Regions from separate parts of the Mus musculus genome. Here regions 1, 2 and 4 are each linked to region 3. The links are chromatin contacts, called in public Hi-C and promoter capture Hi-C maps. All regions are on one chromosome and are shown on one strand. Each heading gives the region's core, a stretch centred on a gene start, on an enhancer-like site or on the middle of the called end of the contact. The rest is flanking DNA. Distances are from core to core; before and after follow the strand shown. Region 1 holds the start of Trim8 (tripartite motif-containing 8). Region 2 holds the start of Actr1a (ARP1 actin-related protein 1A, centractin alpha). Region 3 holds the start of Mrpl43 (mitochondrial ribosomal protein L43). Region 4 holds the start of Nolc1 (nucleolar and coiled-body phosphoprotein 1).

The links. Promoter capture Hi-C pulls out the DNA fragments that hold promoters and counts their contacts. Hi-C and Micro-C count contacts between places; a contact is called where the count stands out from the background.
Region 1: a Hi-C map of B cells shows a contact between it and region 3, with 6 read pairs. The contact joins the promoter of Trim8 here to the promoter of Mrpl43 in region 3. A contact is called at or near these places in 2 of 484 Hi-C or Micro-C datasets (B cells and myocytes) and 1 of 9 other capture datasets (adipose tissue).
Region 2: a promoter capture Hi-C map of pre-B cells shows a contact between it and region 3, with 2.6 times the contacts expected there. The contact joins the promoter of Actr1a here to the promoter of Mrpl43 in region 3. A contact is called at or near these places in 1 of 39 promoter capture datasets (pre-B cells) and 2 of 115 datasets of contacts at active chromatin or transcription factors (differentiating embryonic stem cells and pancreatic cancer cells).
Region 4: a promoter capture Hi-C map of liver shows a contact between it and region 3, with 2.9 times the contacts expected there. The contact joins the promoter of Nolc1 here to the promoter of Mrpl43 in region 3. A contact is called at or near these places in 5 of 39 promoter capture datasets (the 3T3-L1 cell line, embryonic stem cells, liver and 1 more), 1 of 115 datasets of contacts at active chromatin or transcription factors (astrocytes) and 1 of 9 other capture datasets (liver).

The regions. Positions count from the first base shown.
Region 1 is chr19:46,500,353-46,503,052 of GRCm38.p6, reverse strand. It overlaps Trim8 (tripartite motif-containing 8), which reads right to left and starts at 1,405. Exons shown (of 6, transcript NM_053100.2): 1 at 40-1,405. The coding sequence starts at 609.
Region 2 is chr19:46,394,355-46,397,054 of GRCm38.p6, reverse strand. Actr1a (ARP1 actin-related protein 1A, centractin alpha) reads left to right here and starts at 1,314. Exons shown (of 11, transcript NM_016860.2): 1 at 1,314-1,425. The coding sequence starts at 1,378. Sufu (SUFU negative regulator of hedgehog signaling) reads right to left here and starts at 159. Exons shown (of 12, transcript NM_001025391.2): 1 at 1-159.
Region 3 is chr19:45,005,143-45,007,842 of GRCm38.p6, reverse strand. It overlaps Mrpl43 (mitochondrial ribosomal protein L43), which reads left to right and starts at 1,401. Exons shown (of 3, transcript NM_053164.3): 1 at 1,401-1,579; 2 at 1,674-1,780; 3 at 1,903-2,700. The coding sequence starts at 1,449. The coding sequence ends at 2,144. It overlaps Twnk (twinkle mtDNA helicase), which reads right to left and starts at 1,285. Exons shown (of 5, transcript NM_153796.4): 1 at 1-1,285. The coding sequence starts at 713.
Region 4 is chr19:46,074,457-46,077,323 of GRCm38.p6, reverse strand. It overlaps Nolc1 (nucleolar and coiled-body phosphoprotein 1), which reads right to left and starts at 1,477. Exons shown (of 13, transcript NM_001039353.2): 1 at 1,175-1,477. The coding sequence starts at 1,294. RefSeq lists cis regulatory regions at 1,520-1,526, 1,549-1,555 and an enhancer at 1,497-1,568.

The sequences.
Region 1 (2,700 bases), core at 156-2,655, 1.5 Mb before region 3:
GTGCGTGTGCGTGTGTTCGCACGCGTTCAGTGTACTTGCCCGTATCTCATTCCTCCGTATCTCCACGTCACACACCGAGTGTCCCTGATGCGCGCCGCTGTAGTAGCAGCAGTACTGGCACACAGCCACCTGCTCGGCCTCGCAGTGGTACAGGCGGTAGGCGTTGTGCTGCGGGCAGCTCCAGGCCCGCACGTCGTCCGCCTCCACCAGGAGGTGCCCGCGGGCGGTGGAGGGCTGCTGCAGGTGCGTCTGCACGTGAGACTGGCAGCAGGGAGCCTCGCAGCGCAGGCAGACCTTCTGTGCCGGCAGCGGGGGGCCGCGGCGACAGAACACGCAGTGCAGTGCCGTCGGCGGCTTCTCCACGTGCAGGGCGTTGAACTTCTCCACGATGTTGGTGAGCTTCAGGTTCTTCTCCAGGCCCGGCTTCTGATTGTAGGCCTGGTTGCACTCCGGGCAGCGCACAAGGCCACTGTCCTTGGCCCAAGCCTCGCCGATGCAGCCCCGGCAGAAGTTATGTTTGCATGGCAGCTGCACCGGTTCCACGAAAACGTGCAGGCAGATGGGGCAGATGAGCTCCTCCTCAAAGCAGTTCTTCCAATTCTCCGCCATGGCGGCTGCGGGCAGGGGGCCCGGGTAGACCTCTCTAAGTCCCCAACCCTGGGGATCCGTCTGGTACAGCTGGGGACCCACCGAGCCCGGAGCTCCGGTCCCCGCCGGCCGCGCCAGTCGCTCAGTCACCAGCGCCTTCCGCGTGCCCGCCCCCCAGAGGAGGGAGCCTGGGTCCTCGCGCCGCGCGCGCCGCCGGCTGCGTCTCCTCCTCCTGGCGAGTGGCTAGCGGGAGGCGGCGGGCTGCGCCAGGGCCGCGGCCCGGGCACCAGCCCTGGAGGAGAGCGCTGTGGTCCAAATTCCATATAACAGGCCGCCTCCGGGGCAGCGCGGCTAGGGCAGCGGCGGCCCACGGCCTGCGCTCGGCCCCGCGGCTGACATCGGGGCGCGCCCCGCGGCGCACCGAGCGGGGGAGCCGCACTCTTCCTTTGGCGGCGACAGTGGCTACCTTCTGGCTGGTGCGAGCCGCGCCTTCCTCGCCTGGATCCCGGCCGAGGTCCGAGGGGGCACGGGAAGCTAGTTCGGCCGCGCCGAGGCTGGCTAGAGCCGGAGCCGGCGAGCAAGGCGCGCCAGCGGTCCCCGGGCCGTGGCGCAGGCGTCCCCCAGCTGGCCGGCCGGCTGCGGGTGGCAGGGCGCGGGCGGGCCGACTCCGGGGCGCTGCGTGCGCGCTGGGGCAGTCATTCAGATGAAATTCCAGTCCCCGGCCAGAGACACCAGCCCGCCTCTGCCTTCCTCCTCCCTTCACAAATAGAAACGGAAGGGGGAGGGAGAGAAGTGGAAAAAAAAAAAAAAAAAAAAAGGCAACCAGAGAGGGAGGGAGGGAGGGAGGGAGGGAGGGAGGGAGGGAGAAGCCCGGGAGGTGCTCCGGCCTGACCCCCTCGTCGCTACTTCTGCGCTCCCTGGAGGCCCCGCGCAGGGCGCCCCCGCCGCGGAGAGACCCCACTCCCTGTCCCCGCACTGGGCGGGCGCCTCGCCTGCGCTGAGGAAAACAAGGATTGATCAAACTAGAAAGGAATTTTTCTCAACTGCTAATGAACAGGAGGCTCGGCTCCCGGCCCTCCCCTCCCCCCGCCCGGCCCTCCCCCTTCGCCCCCCCACCCCACCCCTCCCCCCCACTTTCTTTTCTTCTCGGCCTCTGCTCCGGCCTGGAAGGCTCCGGGCTGCGGTCGGAGCCAGCCTGCGGCGGCGGCGGCGGGGCCAGGCCGAGCCAGCCGGGCCGGGTGCGTCCTCAGCGCCCAGCCATCTTGAGCTCCCAGCGGCCGCGGTGGGGACTGGGGGTCCGGGCGCGCGCTTGAGGGTCCTGTAGCTCGCTTTTCCACCCTCCCTTTGGTGGGATTTTTTTTTTCCTCCAAGGGGAGGGCTGGTGGTCTCCAACAAATTAGGAGAGAGAGAAGGAGAAAAATGCCAAGTCTTGATTTCTCTCTACCTCTGCTCCACCCATCCCGATCCTTTCCAAAAAAAAAAAAAAAATCTTTTAAAAAGATTAAAATTGGAAGAAGTCGGCAGAACGACGAGCGCCTGCTGCCCCCAGCGCTGCCCGGGAGACGCGTCCGGGGCGGGCCCGCGCCCGTCGCTCTGTCCGTGGGTCCGTTTGTCCTCCCGCAGCTTCTCAAGTGAGGGGAGGGCGGGCACTCCGGGCAGGGTCTCCGCTGCGGCTGTCGCTTCAGAGCTTTATCCTTAGATCAAAAAAAAAAAAAAAAAAAAAGAAAAAAAAAAGAAAGAAAAAAGAAAAAAAAAGGGGGGAGAGGAAGAAACCACCCCCCAGCCCGAACACTCATCACAGCCACCTTCAGCCATCTTGCGTGTATTATTTCAAGAATAATCTGTTTAATAGAAATAGCTGCGTCTCTGGCCCCCTTCTCCGCATCCTGGGGTCCCGCCCCCTTTTAATAATAATCTCGATAATAAAAATGATCAGCGGGCCGGGCAGTTAGAAGCTGCTTTTTTTCTGTCTCAGGTCTCTCCGCTTTCTTCCCTCTAAGAAGGGACACTAGGGGCTCACGCTGGGGTTGGGGGTGCGGCCCGCCGGTCCCCGCCACCAGCGCAGCGAGGAAGGGCCTCTCTCGCCTCTGCCTGGAGCAGCACGGGTGGGGG
Region 2 (2,700 bases), core at 65-2,564, 1.4 Mb before region 3:
GCGCCCCTATGGGCCAGCGGACCCACTGTGGATGAGACTCCCCGAGGCGATGGGGGCTACGGCGAGGTCTAACTCCGCGCCTGCGCACGAGGCTCCGTCCGCCCAAGCCGGAGCCTTCAAGACGTCGGCCAGAGGATGCTGTGGGACCGCGGGGAGCTCCAAGGGGCGGGGCGTCAGCGTGCCCTTTCCTGACACCTATTGGCTAGTGTCTTTGCCAGTCACAAGTGGGGAAGGCGTGACTTGACAATAGACTCCGCCTCCCTGCCCCTGGGTTGGGAGCGTCCCAAGGATCTTGGCCTCCCCCTAGTGTTAGGAGGAACCCAGTTTAGAACAGAGACTTGGTACCTTGAGGCGCCAGGGTCCTATGAAAGCTCTACACAACTACTAAGAAGCGCTTAATATTGTTTTACTAATACACAATTTTAAGATAAGCTTGACAACTAATTCATTAGACAGTATGTCATTATTATTAATGTTACAACTCTAATATTTCTTGGAACTATTGACAAAAAGGGTAACTCGAAATGTGCCTGGGGAAAATGCCTGGCTGTTTTAAAAAAAATTTACCTATTCTTTCTCTTCGCCTGGATGTTGTCATCCATCAAGGTCAAGAAAAATAATAAAACAATTTCTAAACCTTTAGATGATATTTTAGGCCCGTGGTTTTGTGGCATCCAACGTACAGGTATTTTTTTATAACCTCCATTGGCTTTTGCTTCATGGGTTTTGTCTTGTTTTGCTTTTTGTTTCATTTTTTTGTTTTTCGGGACAGGGTTTTTCTCTATAGCCCCTCGCTGTCCTGGAACTCTGTAAACCAGACTAGCCTCGAAAGAGGTGGGATTAAAGGCTTCCAGCACCACTCCCGGTGCTGCTGGGATATGTGTTGGGCAAGCATTCTACCACTGAGCGACAGATGTTTATTAATGGTTTGTATTGCCCAAGTGAAGGAATGGCTGAGAGATAGAACTACTCTGTAAAATTCAACCGCCCCTGAAGTACTGACAAATCCAAACCCAACTACTCACAAGTACTTCAGACTCCAAAATTTAAGAGTGTACTGGAAACCCCTTCGAAGGGATCTCAAATCCAGTCATGCAAGATAATCATCAACACTGTGGCTCTTTAATCTACAAACACTACAGACCCCACCATGTGTAGGAAATACACTGTCCAATCTCCTAAATCCGATCGGGCTGGGACCCGGTTTGGAGCGCAAGCCCTGGGGCAAAGAATGCTGGGGATTGTAGTTCCTCCGAGGCGAGGTCGGGCGGCTCCCTGGATGCCCAGTACCGGCGACTAGACTGCGCATGCGTGTCAGTGGCGTTTGCTGCGGACCGGGCTGGCAGTTCCTTCCTCGGAGGGAAAGATTCCTCTGCCATGGAGTCCTACGATGTGATCGCCAACCAGCCTGTTGTGATCGACAACGTGAGTAGCATCTTTCCTATCTTTAAAGGGACTGTGTTCTCCTCCAGGAAGGATTGTTTCCGCGGTTTCAGCCTAGGCCGCCAGCTCTTTGTCACTGGCTCGGCCTGTCAGGCGGGTTCAGCTGCCGCCGCCCGCGTCCTCCTCACATCCATAGTTTGAAGGCAGGGCGGCCAGCCAACATCCGTGTAATGGAGAATTTGAGGGTAGACAAAGGAAAGAGCTGTAGCCCGGGAAGGGTCCGTGGACCCTTGGCTCAGGGGGCCTTAACCGTTCTCTTAGAGCCCGACACCCGCCTTCGCTCTGGTTTTCCATCACTCAATTGGCTACTCTTGCTGTCTATCTTAGCCTATTGGTCCCGCCTTTGGGCCTTGCCGGATTAGAACAGCACTCCGCAGTCATTGGCTCCGGCGCTTGTCGCTCTTCCGGTCGCCATAGTGTTTCCCTTCTGTAAGGGGCGGTGCCGTGCAGTAGAGCTGTAGGGATTGGCTCGGCAACTCAGGGTGCGGAAGGCGATGGCTGGTCCACCGGTGAAAAAGGACAGTTTCCTTGGGTGTGAGCTGGAGGGGCAATTTAGTGAACTGTATCTGGGTGGGGCCGGACAAACCGGTACCAGAAATGGCCATGGGATTTCAGTTATTTTTGTGATTATAAATTATAGTTAGTCAAGGTAAAGAAGAAAGGGGGGTGACAAAGCAGGCGAGATGCTTTGATGTTTGCAGTGCCCAGGTGAGAGGCAGGGGGATTATCAGACACAGTGGTTGTCAGGTGCGCTAGCGTTTCCAGGACGCTTTGCACCAACATGCAAGTCGAAGCCTCCCAAAAAGTGAATGGTTAAGGAGGAAGTTTGCCCCTCTTTTCACAGTACGAACACGGAAGGTGGAGGTGACCAAGGTCATACAGCAATGGTGCCCCACAACTTCATCGCCTTATCTAAATGGCAATCCTTTGCTAAGCACCGCTCCACACATGCATCGATAAAGACAAATAGAAAGAACTTAAGTATTGCTTTTATGAGGAGGGACATTTGTCTTAATTTCTGAGTTTCACTCAAAGGTTTGGTCCCTCCCACACTGGTTAGAATCTTCCTACTTTCTGGGTCCCTCCCCTGAGGCAAACTACCAGTTCCCTCTGACCTAGGCTGACCTTTTCAGAGTCACTGTGATGTTCCGGCCCTCTGGGACCTGGACATGCCACTAGGTCCTTTTCTTTGTGTCGTAGGTGGATAGAGGTTGCTTTCTCCTGTTTATGCAGGAACAGGAGGATTGGGGAGGTTTT
Region 3 (2,700 bases), core at 152-2,651:
GTGGTCTCTACATACTGTACTCCATTTTCCTGACCCTCAGCCCCTAGTAGCTTCAGGCCACGTAATCCTGAGCTCCCAGGGGTGAACCAAGGGAAGACCAGACTTCGAGCAGATCGAAGATAGCGGACACTGAATCGCCTGAGTGTGTCATCTGTCACCTTGGTAAGGCCAAACATCACACGAGCTAGCTGGGCTTCCTCAGGGTCTGGAAGCTCCCAAAGAGGTATGGCTCGGTTCCAGATCCTCAAGACCTCCTCCCTAACCTCAGCTTCTGGGCCTTCCCTAAGTAGGACACCCTCTTTGGCCCCATCCCCTCGTCCCTCCACACTGGCCTGCAAGTCTTCCCAGCTCCCTTCTGCTAGGCTGGTCATGCAAAGAAAGTGTCCTGTGGTCTTGTCAATGAAGAGGCAGAAGGAAGTGGGAGCGTCCTTTTTCTCATTTTTGATGTCTGAGGACACCACAAAGGGACTTGGTGCTCGAAGGCAGCTGTGGCCATCCTGGAAGGGGATCCCATGTGCACGTAAATACTGGCGGATTTCAGTCGTAGTCACCGGCGACACTGGCATCTCTAAGGCTGGGAGCGCTTCTTTTCTGTACCTTCTGCGGGGAGGGCCTGGCGCCAAGCTTCTGGGCAGGCCCCTCCTACCCACCCACTCGCCACGCAGTGGCAGCAAGATCCGGAGGGGATATGCACGTCGGAGAAGAAGCCACATTCCTAATGGAGTGGGACGCCACTACTGCAAAAGCTTTTGTTGTCTGGTTCAGTGCCTTCACTAAACCAGACCCTAGGAAACCTTCTACAAGGCACTCGCAGAAATCACTCCTACTGGCTTTTCTCTTTATCCCTCCTCAAACTTCTTCACGAACACAGTTCTTACTCCCCTCGGTTGCCTGTGTATTGCTACTTCATCCCTACACACCTACACTGCCCTTTCGCGTCTACGCCTCTCTCTGAGGATTCTCCTATCTCTAGGTCCTTTACGGATTTCTCTCCACCAGCTCACTTCTAGATCCTTCTACGGTCCCTCGATCTAAACGGCTTCTCTGTATCATCTCTTCACGTCTACTACCCCTCTACGGACTCTCCTGGCTAACCTCATCTCTACCGCTTTCTGCATCCCGTCTGAACCCCAACTCCAGGCGCTCCGAGCCCCCAGCGCTCACAGGCACTCTCCACACTGCTGGAGGTCACGCGCTCCGGCCCGGCTTCCTCACTGGCTCCCTTGCTCTGCCCTCCACTTCAAAGCTCCACGCTCCCGCCCCCAGCTTCGCGTCACCACTCTCCTTTCTAGTGTTCTGTCCGCAACGTGGGTCGCCCGCTCGCACGCGCTACTCGCGGTGACTCCGGAAGCAAAACTCTCCAGGGCGCCCATGCCACAACCCCGGAACCGGAAGTCACCGGTTAGTCCCGCCCCCCGGCTCCGCGTCCTGGCTCTCTAACCGTAGCCATGACCGGTCGCGGGACTTCGAGCCGCTTTCTGACCAGCGTCCTCCATAATGGGCTAGGGCGTTACGTGCAGCAGCTGCAGCGCCTCAGCCTCAGCCTCAGCCGGGATGCGCCCTCGTCCCGCGGCGCCAGGTGAGGCACGCGGAAGCGGGAGCGCCGGAAAGGGAGGCGGGGAGCTATGGGGCTGGGTTCGGGCCACCGTACTCACCTTCGCCGGGTCTCGCAGGGAGTTCGTGGAACGCGAGGTGACCGACTTCGCCCGACGGAACCCAGGAGTCGTAGTATACGTGAACCCGCGCCCGTGCGCCATGCCACGAATAGTGGCCGAATACCGTGAGTGGGGCCGAGCTAGGGCGGGGGTGGGCGGCGCGGGATCCCGGCTTGCCCGCTGCGTTCTGTTTGTCTGATTTCCGACCTGGCGCCTTCCACTCATCCCCTCCACGTCCCTCTCCCAGTTAATGGGGCTGTGCGCGAGGAAAACGTCAACAGCAAGTCGGTGGAGGAGATCAAGTCGTTGGTGCAGAAGCTGGCAGACCAGTCCGGCTTGGATGTGATCCGCATCCGCAAGCCCTTCCACACGGACAACCCGAGCATCCAGGGCCAGTGGCACCCCTTCACCAACAAACGGACTGCCCTCCACGGGCTGCGGCCCAGAGAACTCCGGGATTCTGCTCCAGCTTCGATGCAAGCACAGTAAAGAACCAGGCGCTTTGGACCGTGAGAGGGATAGGATTGGTTCCTCTTTTGGATTTCAAGCTCAGGCCGAGTAGGTGGGTGGAGCCTACCAGCCGGGGCGTGGCCTGAGATAAAGAAGAACCTTTTCCTTTGCCCACTTGTAGCTAGGTGCAGTGACCTTGTGAATACCCTAATTCTGATTCAATTGGCCTCCTTGCAAGCTGAGATGTGAGAAGTGTACAACACTTGTACAAGGACCGTGTTTTCTGAAATACGAATAATAATGACTTCAAAACACATGAAAGAGTCTGGAGGCTGTCTTCTGAAGGACACGGGATGCCCTGTTGCTCTTGCTGGTATGGCATTGGGCAAGGCACCTTATATCCGTGTTTGTGTGCAGTTTAGGAAGTTGAAGATGAGCCTGGCGTTGGTAGTGCATAACCTTTAATCCCAGCATTTGGTTGGCAGAGGCAGATGAATCTCTGCGTTTAAGGCCAGCTTGGTCTACAGAGTGAGTTCCAGGACAACCCAGTCTCAAAAACTAAAAATGAAATAAAAAAGAAAAAGAAAACTGAAGT
Region 4 (2,867 bases), core at 228-2,727, 1.1 Mb before region 3:
TTCCCCCTTATTTATGTGAGTTCATCTTTGCTGTCTTCAGACACACTAGAAGAATGGGCATCTGATCCCATTACAGATGGTTGTGAGCCACCATGTGGTTGGTTGCTGAGAATTGAACTCGGGACCTCTAAAAGAGCAGTCAGTGGTCGTAACTGCTGAGCCGTCTCTCCAGCCCGCTACAGCTTTTCTTAAGGTGCAGAGTAAACATTTTGCTCTTACATAACAGCTGTCACTCACCCCATGTTCCTGTGTGCCTACAATGGAGTTACTACTTTGTGCATTTTTCTCTCAGTGAGTCTCATTCACTCAAAAGCTGTAAATTGGGCTGAGCATGGTGATATACACCTTTAATCCCAGCACTTGGTAGACAGAGACTGAGCTGAGTTCAAGGCCAGTATGGTATACAAAGTGTGCTGCAGGGCAGTAAGGCACTTAGCATGAAGAGGCTGTGACAAGAGGTACAGAAGTTCATATCCATCCTCCACTACACAAGGACTACATGAACTTTGTCTCAAACAAAAGGCTGCTGGGATCATACATGCAGAAAGCCGCAGAGCCTGGCCTAACATCACTACCTGGAGCTCCAAGCTCAGTGCCAACTTAACACAGGCGGACGCTCACTACTCCTAGAGTATACTGAAAGCAACCTATCACCACACTCATTCATTTTTTTCTTTTTAAAAAAATAAGTAAATACAATATGAAGTCCTAGCTATCATTACTTCGCAATTTATCCCTGCACTCACTCATCTTCTTTTGTAAAAACAAACAAGTGTATAAATAGAATCCAAGCCTTCATTACTAAAATCTTTGAGTCTCAGGTAAAACTGCAATTAAGGGTAAGTCCAACAAAAAGTACAGAAGAACCACGCACCGCCAACCCAATGCTCCCGGAGGGATCTAGCGCCACATGTCCTGGGTCACGAGGGACCCATGCCTGTCACCGCTGCAAAAACTCACACCAAGTAAAAGCCGTAATACTCGGAGCTAGCTAGTCAGACATGGTGGAAGGAGACACCGAGACCTCCAGCCTGAGGAAGGTCCGCAGAGAAGCTGGGCAGACAACGGACTGACAGACCCCAGCCCTCGCCTCCTTAACTTCTAAAGCCGACAAGGCCTAGATTAGCTCGGAGAGTCGTCCCACCCCGGCCCGCAGACCAAACCAAGGACTCACAGCGCCGGTCGCTTTTGCAAATTTACTGGCCACCTCCGAGAGTTGGCTATCCCGCAGAAATCTGAGCACAAGGGGATAAAGGTCGCTGGGAACCACGCGGCGCAAGCCGGTATCCGCCATGCTCCGGGTAAAACGCGTCACTACCGTTGCGCACGCGGCACGACTTAAGAACACCAAAGCACAGCCCGGGTCGAGGGCGGGTCCAGTGTCGTCATCAAGTCGCGCGCGGCGCGCAGCGGAAAAGAGTGGCGCACACGAGGTCGCGTACCCTCCACCCGGGAGGAGAGACCCAGACTAAATCTAGAAGTTGCTTCCGGTCCCACACGCGTCATCATCCTGCAGGGGGCGGAGCCCACGAGCCGCCCACTAAGGAGGCGGAGCTTCTACGTCAGATGCCACGCTCCTGTCCGAGGCGGGAAAACTTGCAAATTCCCGCGCATTACCTTTGCTGAATGGGCTTCTTCCTACTGTAGATTTCCAAGCCCTGGCTGCTACTGAGACCTCACAGTACTGAATGGACTAACAATAATGGGTGCACTGGAGAACTCGAGGCTCTTTCAACCCTTCTAGAGGTGTCACCTACTGCTCAAACTCCCACGGACAATGGCTTCCTCCCTCCCTTCACACCCAGTGAAGTCCTTCAGGATACCACCCAGACCCAGACTCAAATCAGAGGATCCTAAAAGTTGTGGTGACAAGGTGTTGGTACCCCACATTGTCTGTCAGTCATAGCTAGGTTACAAGACAGTTATCCTTCCCATCTACAATTCGGAGAACAGGAACACGGGACCATCCCAGGGAAAAGATCAAGAAAAATCCTTTCTTCCTAAAGAAAGAAGTCACAGTGAATTCGGAAAACTTCAGTATCAGCTACTGTCCAGGTCAGGAAGCAATAAAGATGCACTTCCGGTGAATACCTTTCTTTTACTTTCCTCAAAACAGGCGCTCCTTCTAAAAGGACCCGTTATCCTATTTCCCAGAGGTGCTTCTATGCATACACAATCGTTTGTTTGTTTGTTTTGGCTTGTTTTTTTTTTTTCCAAGACAGAAAGGTTTCTCCGTATAGCCCTGGCTGTCCTGGAACTAACTTTGTAGACCAGGCTGGCCTCGAACTTAGAAATCCGTCTGCCTCCCGAGTGCTGGGATTAAAGGCTTGCGCCACCACGCCCGGCCTCAAAATCGTTTTTTTTAAAATACACACACCACCGGGCGGTGGTGGCGTACACCTTTAATCGCAGCACTCGGGAGGCAGAGGCAGGCGGATTTCTGAGTTCGAGGCCAGCCTGGTCTACAAAGTGACTTCCAGGACAGCCAGGGCTACACGGAGAAACCCTGTCTCGGAAAAAAAGAAAAAAAAAAAAAATTCACAAACCAAGATGGTGATCAAAACCAAACTGGTGAGCTTTAATGACACTTAATAGACACTAACCCCAGTTGAGAAAACTTTTATTCTCATAGGTATGGTGGCAAATGATTTTTTTGTTGTTGTTTTGTTTTGTTTTTCCGAGACAGGATTTCTCTGTAGCCCTGGCTGTCCTGGAGCTCACTTTGTAGACCAGGCTGGCCTTGAACTCAGAAATCCGCCTGCCTCTGCCACCCGAAAGCTGGGATTAAAGGCATGAGCCACCACACCCGGAGGCTAATGATTTTAAACCCAGAGTTGAGAGGCAAAAATTGCAGATGTCTGAGAGAG